Regions from separate parts of the Sus scrofa genome. Here region 2 is linked to region 1. A link is a contact called in public Hi-C data. All regions are on one chromosome and are shown on one strand. The core of a region is the stretch at or near the end of the contact, and the rest is flanking DNA. Distances in the headings are between cores, read along the strand shown.

Region 1 (3,340 bases), core at 586-3,085:
CATATGCATAAGGCCAAACTAATTCTATTCAGATCTCTCAACTATCTTATAAAAATGACACTGTAAACATACCATCTCCACAGCTGCTCTCAGAATGCCTAATGGGGACAGGCAGGAGGCTGTCCGTATTATCCCCAAGTCTCTATGTGGCCCAAACAAAACTCTCATTTTCCGCTAAGGGGAGACAGGGAATTGTTCTGAGGTGAAATCCAAAATTCTTTACCTCATTACCAATAAACTGCTTATTTGGACTATCCCATATCCATCTCTATAAAAACAGCAGTCAGCACACCACCTCTCTCCATTTTCCCAAGAGGAGGCAGTACTAAGGTTATACCCTAAATCACCTGTCTTCCACTTATATTAACTTCTTTTCAAAGAAGGGTACAGACTGCCTGGGAATTTGCATAAGAAAGAAAATATCAAAGTAATCAAATGCAGACCAACCTGTACTTGCAAAACACACATGCCCCCTGCTCAAAACTTCCAAAAAATGGACAAGGTCACCATTTCGTGGGGTCAGTGAAAGTATCATGCAGCTGACACCTGAGTGATGATGAAGAAGAGGTTTTAGGAGTTCCCGTCGTGGCTCAGTGGTTAACAAATCCAACTAAGAACCATGAGGTTGCGGGTTCGGTCCCTGGCCTGGCCCAGTGGGTTGGGGATCTGGCGTTACTATGAGCTGTGGTGTAGTTTGCAGACGAGGCTCGGACCCGGTGTTGCTGTGGCTCTGGCGTAGGCCGGCGCCTACAGCTCCATTAGACCCCTAGCCTGGGAACCTCCATATGCCGTGGAAGCGGCCCAAAAAATAGCAAAAAGACAAAAAAAAAAAACAAGATGTTTTACCTGGGTCTGTGCTTGTTAACCCAAACAAGACGTTATCACCATTTTGCAATTTTCCTGATGGAGAAATAAGGAAAGGCAGAGTACAGACCCCAAGTCACAGTGAGTGTGGAGCAAGTGCCAAGGGCCACCGAATTCTGGCTTGTTCGGGATCAGTGGGAGGAAGGGAGCAAATGAATGAAACCCAAACATAACTGAGTCCTGGCTTTGCCTCTGTAAGGGCGCCTGGAACAAAGGTTCTGTGTCTAGTGCCGAGCATAGGGCCTGGCACAATACAGGGTATCAGTAAATGTTTGTGAAATCAGTGAACAGCAATTCATGTGCACGTCCCCAAAGCAACATCACGTGAGTTTACGCTTTTCAACGCTGTGAAACGGGCACTATTCAACCCCACCATATTATAGATGCAGAAACCGAAGGTTAGGAATCCAGTGACCCAGTCAAATCTGCAAAGAGGGACCACTGTCCTAACTGGACCACGGCCGCAGGTCACTTAAAGCCCAGCCACGCCCACTCCACATGCACTCCAGCTGCTTACACGACGCTCCCTCGTCGACCCTCAGTCACGCCAGGCTGGGGACGGGGCACAGCAGCGACCGCCCGGCCTTCCCCCAGCTCCACATAACTACCCGCCACACCAGGCCCAGCCCGCGGACCCCGCCCCGCCACCGCCCCCAGTCCCTGACCTTTTTGTCCCAGATTTGCAGGGGCTTGCTGCCAATGCTGTAGAGAATGGAGAGGAAGCCGCTCTGGAACGTGTTTTTGAACATATCGCCGGCGGCCTTCTCCTCAGCCGCGCGGAAGCTGACCTAAATGGCTTCACTTAGTGGCGAAGGCAAAAAAGGGGGCCGGCTCTGGCCCAAAGAAAGTACCCTGCGCTCCTGACCTCCCAATTGGTAGCCGCAGACAGCAGGACTTAGACGCGGGACGCTACATCCGCGAGGCTCACTAGCAGAAGAACGAAGCCGCCTCAGCACCGACACCACAGCAACTGCCGCCTGCGCCTCTCTCCCTTCCTTAAATAGAGGCGGTGGGCCGCCCGCCGCCAGAGGTGGATCCCTCCGCCAGCTTGAGCTCGCCCCCGAGAGAGCGGGGCCCAATCCTGCCACAGGGATCACGGACTTCCTGTTTCTTCCGCTCTTAAGCCCCGCCCTAGTTCCGCCGTCTGGAAAAAAGAACCTCGTTGCCAAGGGACTATTTTCCCATCGTTGTCTCAGAGCGGCTTCTAGAAAGCGGAAGGAGACACAAGGTTATAGAATGAGTTGTTAGCATCTGCCCAGTGTCATGGGAACCTGGAGGGGGTGGAGTCAGAGGCGTGAAGTCCAGGCCCCGCCCCCTTAGGGGACAGTAGGAGTTACTAGCGCGAAAGAAAAGTGGGGAAAGGCACGGGTGGCTTGGATGTAAGGAAGTGCTTGCCTGGTTTCCTGCAAATAACAAATAATGCTCTTTGGCATTATTTGATAAGGTTAAAGCAGCTAACCAGTACATGCGCACTAACTACATTAAATGTCTTAAAGGCATCATTGCTTTAATTATTAACAGGATCACTATGAATACACCAGATATCTTAACTTGTGGTATGTGGTCAAAGCAATACTTCAAGGAAAATTTATCACCTTAAATGCATGATTAGAAAACAAGGTCTGAACATTAAGATAAAAGCAGAAATTAATGCAATTAAAATACATTTGAATAGGTTGAATTAGCAGCAGGGTTTTAATCAATTAGTTCTTAGAACATTTTTTTTTTCCTTTTGGTCTTTTTAGGGCCGCACCTGCAGCATATGGAGGTCCCCAGGCTAGAGGTCTAATCAGAGCTACAGCTGCCAGCCTACACCACAGCCACAGCAACGCAGGATCCGAGCCTGTCTGAGACCTACACCATAGCTCACAGCAATGCTGGATCTTGACCCGCTGAGCAAGGCCAGGGATCAAACCCCCAACCTCATGTTTCCTAGTCAGATTCATTTCTGCTGCACCACGATGGGAACTCCAACATTGTTTAATTTTTAAAAATATTTATTTTTATGCCTCACCTGTGGCATAAGGAAGTGGGTCAAATCGGAGCTGCAGCTGCAGGCCTTTGCTATAGCCACAGCAACACTGGATCTCAGCCACATCTGCAACTTGTAATGCCAGGTCCTTAACACACTGAGCAAGGCCAGGGATCCAACCCGCATCCTTTTGGAGACTACATTGGGTTCTCAACCCACTGAGCCACAATGGGAACTCCAGAATGTTTTTTTAAAAAGCATAAAATAAGCTATGCTATTTCAAGTGTGGAAGAAATCCCGGGTGTTGGAAACCAATCACTCATTGAGCATTTGCTTGGATATCATACTCTTGCTCAGGCCTGTGCTGGTTTTATGTGGCTGACAGAAAAGTAGTTTGCAGCTAACTTTATCACTGTAACAACTAATAAGAGCTAAGATCAATTGAGCATTTATTACATGTCAGGCACTATACTAAGTGCTTTAGCCTTTATTAAATCGTTTAAT
Region 2 (3,340 bases), core at 347-2,846, 400 kb after region 1:
AACTCTCCAAACATGTTTCATCGTATGACCATTTCAGTCAAAGCCCAGTTAGATGCCTAAAACTTTATGTATCATCAGATCATTTTCTCCTTAGACAAGGTAACAACTTGCAGCGAAACAGGATTATTTAAACTGTTACCATTCATCTTATTAACAGCTAAAATACTATGCTACCATTCTTGGCATTTTAAACCCAAATACCTCTACAAAAACAAGTTTGTTCCTGATCTGATTGACCTACTTCCCAGTTTTTTATTTGTCCACTTTTTCATCCATGTGAACCTGTTCCTATCAAATGGACTGTCATGAGGGAAATGTTCAGAATTTTTCCCCAAAAAGTAATCAGTGAGACTCAATCAATTAGTTGTTAACCTCATGGCAACAGAACGTAGAGAAATAAGGAAAGAAAACTGTGTTACCACCAACAAAAAGACGTTCTCAGAATCCTAAAAATTAGGGCCTTTGAGTGACTTCAGAGCAAAAGTTTTCTTCTCAAAGTTTACTTTAAACACAACATTTCCAAACCCACAGAGAGGAAGCATTAAAGCGCAGTCCTAGTGGGGATGCTCATCTGTAGGAGCCCGGTGGGGTGAAACCTGCAGGGGTGGGGGTTACTGAAACGGAGTATCTGTGCGTTTGGCCTTATGTAACCCCTACAAGATCCGCAGAAAATCTCTCCCCAGCACTGAAGCCTCCATGTGCTCTGCTCACCAGGAGGACACTTTCCATGGGTGAGCAGAAACGCCACTTAGCACAGACACTGGGCCAGGTGGATGGGGGCCGACTTCGGAGCGAGTGTGAGAGCGCCCGGGCGCGCGAATGGAACAAAACCTGTGGCAAGAAGTAATAAGGAAGTGCCTCGCTCCCGCCCGCCCCTCCCACCGGCGGACACCCGAAAACACTCGGGGTTTGACAACGTGCTGGGGGCGGGGGGAGGAGGATTGGCAGCTCCGGGTCCAACAACAGGAACTGGGAGTCTGCAACTACTCGGAACACGCTCCCCTCGCCCCCGGGGCTAGGCCTCCTACGCCCATGCCCACTGCACTCATCCGGCAGTTGAGGAGCTCGTGGGGTCTGCGAAGGGGGCAGCCCGCGCGAGGCGAGGCCCAGCCGCCCCAAATGCCGCCACCGCCACCCTCAGAGCTTCCAGGCCCGGGCCGGGGGCCATCCCGAGACTCATCCCGCGCTCTGCCTTCCGCTTCGTGGAGCCTTCACTTCGGCCGCTTCTCTTCAGAGCCCGAAGACTCGCGAGCGAAGAGGAGAGAGTCCGCCCTCTCCCGCCTCGCCACTTCCCCGTCCGACTGCCCCTCACTCCGCGGAGCGCCGGGAAACGTTCCCAATGGCCCCGGGACCACCTCGGTTCCTTCCCGCACCGGCACCCGCGTTCCGTAGCTGACACCGTCAGCCGGCCTCAGCACCTGACCCCAGCCCACCTCACCTCGGGCGGCTCCGGCAGCGCTGGACACAGGAAACTCCTGGGTCCTCGACTCCGGCTCTCCTCGACCCTCTCTTCGGTTAACTCCGCTTGTTTCTCTACAAAATGGCGCCGGAGGTCGCGCGCTCACGTCGCGGCCTTTCCCCTCCCCGTTCCCATTTCATCATTCGCTGCCCGCCCGAGGAGGGATGGCCCCAGCACCAGCCAATGGCCGTACTCCGCCTGTGGCTTCCACCCAATCACCGACGGGTGCCCGCGGATTTAAACCAATCACACTCTATCACTTGCAGAAGTCAAGGAAGAAACCAGGATCCTGCTAGCAACTACCAATCCAGACTCCTACTTCGCGGGCTTTGGCCAATTGCCGCTCACCAGTCCCCAGGGACCGGAATCGGAGCCCTCGCGCCTGCGCTCGAGTTGAAGACCAATAAGGAGAGACAGATAACTTCGATGTAGGGCTGCTCGGACTTCCCACCTGCCCTCGAAGTCCTCCACCAATGGGTGTCTGACATTGGCTATGAGAAACCATAAATAAAGGAGGGGGGGGCCCTTAAACCCTTGTTATCCTGCCCGGGAACAACTTTGAGTTACAGTGAAAAGCAGCCTTCCCGTATTCTCCTTCCTCTTTCGAAGTGTCAAATCCGATAGACCACGGGGCTTCCCAATCTCAAACATTCCCCAAACCGCGTATCCCTTTGGCGGGGAACGCCAGCTCCAGAAAGCAAGCCAGGCTGTTACTGGAGTGGTAGCCCTTGCATCCTGGGATCTGTAGTTCACCCAACCCCATCCCTGTCGCAAAAGTAGTGCGTATTCTTCAGTCACTGAATGCGCTCTAGGGGCAGCAATGCATGCTGGAGAACGTAGTCTTCCAGGCTCCCATTTGGTCCTAGCCTGCCTAACTTTACTGGAGAGAACTTTCCTTTCTCGTTCTGCCTATTGAGGAAGGGACTCCTTAGAAAGAGGTGGGAAGCTCAGGCTCAGGTCCTCTTTTTGGCTCACTCCCTGGAGGTGGATAAAAAAGAATATTTATGCCTTTTGCTCTGGGAATAAAAAGCATGGGAACATATCTTTTTAAAGATTTGGAGGTCATCTGTTCCCAGAAGGGTGGGAAGATTGGGAAGAAAGTGTTGGATCTTTTACCTTTTGGAGAAAAACGATCCTAATCTCTGCTGTCCTGAGGCAACACTAAGTTTCTTGTTTGCTAGCCATATGTCTCTTTAAAAAAAATTATGTAAGGCGGGTTAAGGCTCTCTTGTCACTGCTCTGCTTCTCTGGCTGTGGAATCCTGCCCCAAGAACTTACACGTGGGGGGAGGAGGATGTGGTAAAAACATATAACATATAACTTCCTGATGTGGAGCAGCAGGTTAAGGATCCATCGTTGCTGTGGGGCAGGTCACAAGTGCAGCACAGGTCCCATCTTGGGAACGTCCACATGCCATGGGCTCAGCCAAAACAAAACAAACAAAAAACACAACATAAAATTTACCATCGTAGCCATTTTTAAGTTACCATATAGTACTGTTAACTATATGCATGTCGTGCAGCAGATCTCTAGAAAAACTTTTTCATCTTGCAAAACTGAAACTCTATACCCATCAAACAACTCATTTCCTTCCTCCAGTGCTTGAAAACTACCCTTCTAAGATTTTGACTACTTTACATGTCTCACATAAGTGGATTCATGCAGATTTTGTCTTTTTGTGACTGGCTAATTTCACTTACCATAATTTCCTAAATATTTTTTGCCACCTGCCCATTCCTTGGTTGATTCCTTGGTTGATTCCAACTCTTTTTTTTTTTCTTTTTTTTGCTTTTTAGGGCCCCACCCACGGCCCATGGAGGTTCCCAGGCCCGGGTGGAATCGGAGCTGTAGCCGCCAGCCTACACCACAGCCACAGCAACT

Evidence for each region. Hi-C and Micro-C count contacts between places; a contact is called where the count stands out from the background.
Region 2: a contact with region 1 is called in a Hi-C map of skeletal muscle, with 5 times the contacts expected there. The contact joins the promoter of CNOT1 here to the promoter of CFAP20 in region 1. A contact is called at or near these places in 3 of 47 Hi-C or Micro-C datasets (heart right ventricle, liver and skeletal muscle) and 1 of 2 datasets of contacts at active chromatin or transcription factors (alveolar macrophages).

The regions. Positions count from the first base shown.
Region 1 is chr6:19,967,512-19,970,851 of Sscrofa11.1, forward strand. It overlaps CFAP20 (cilia and flagella associated protein 20), which reads right to left and starts at 1,836. Exons shown (of 6, transcript NM_001244786.1): 1 at 1,530-1,836. The coding sequence starts at 1,613.
Region 2 is chr6:20,370,704-20,374,043 of Sscrofa11.1, forward strand. It overlaps CNOT1 (CCR4-NOT transcription complex subunit 1), which reads right to left and starts at 1,597. Exons shown (of 49, transcript XM_021093957.1): 1 at 1,439-1,597.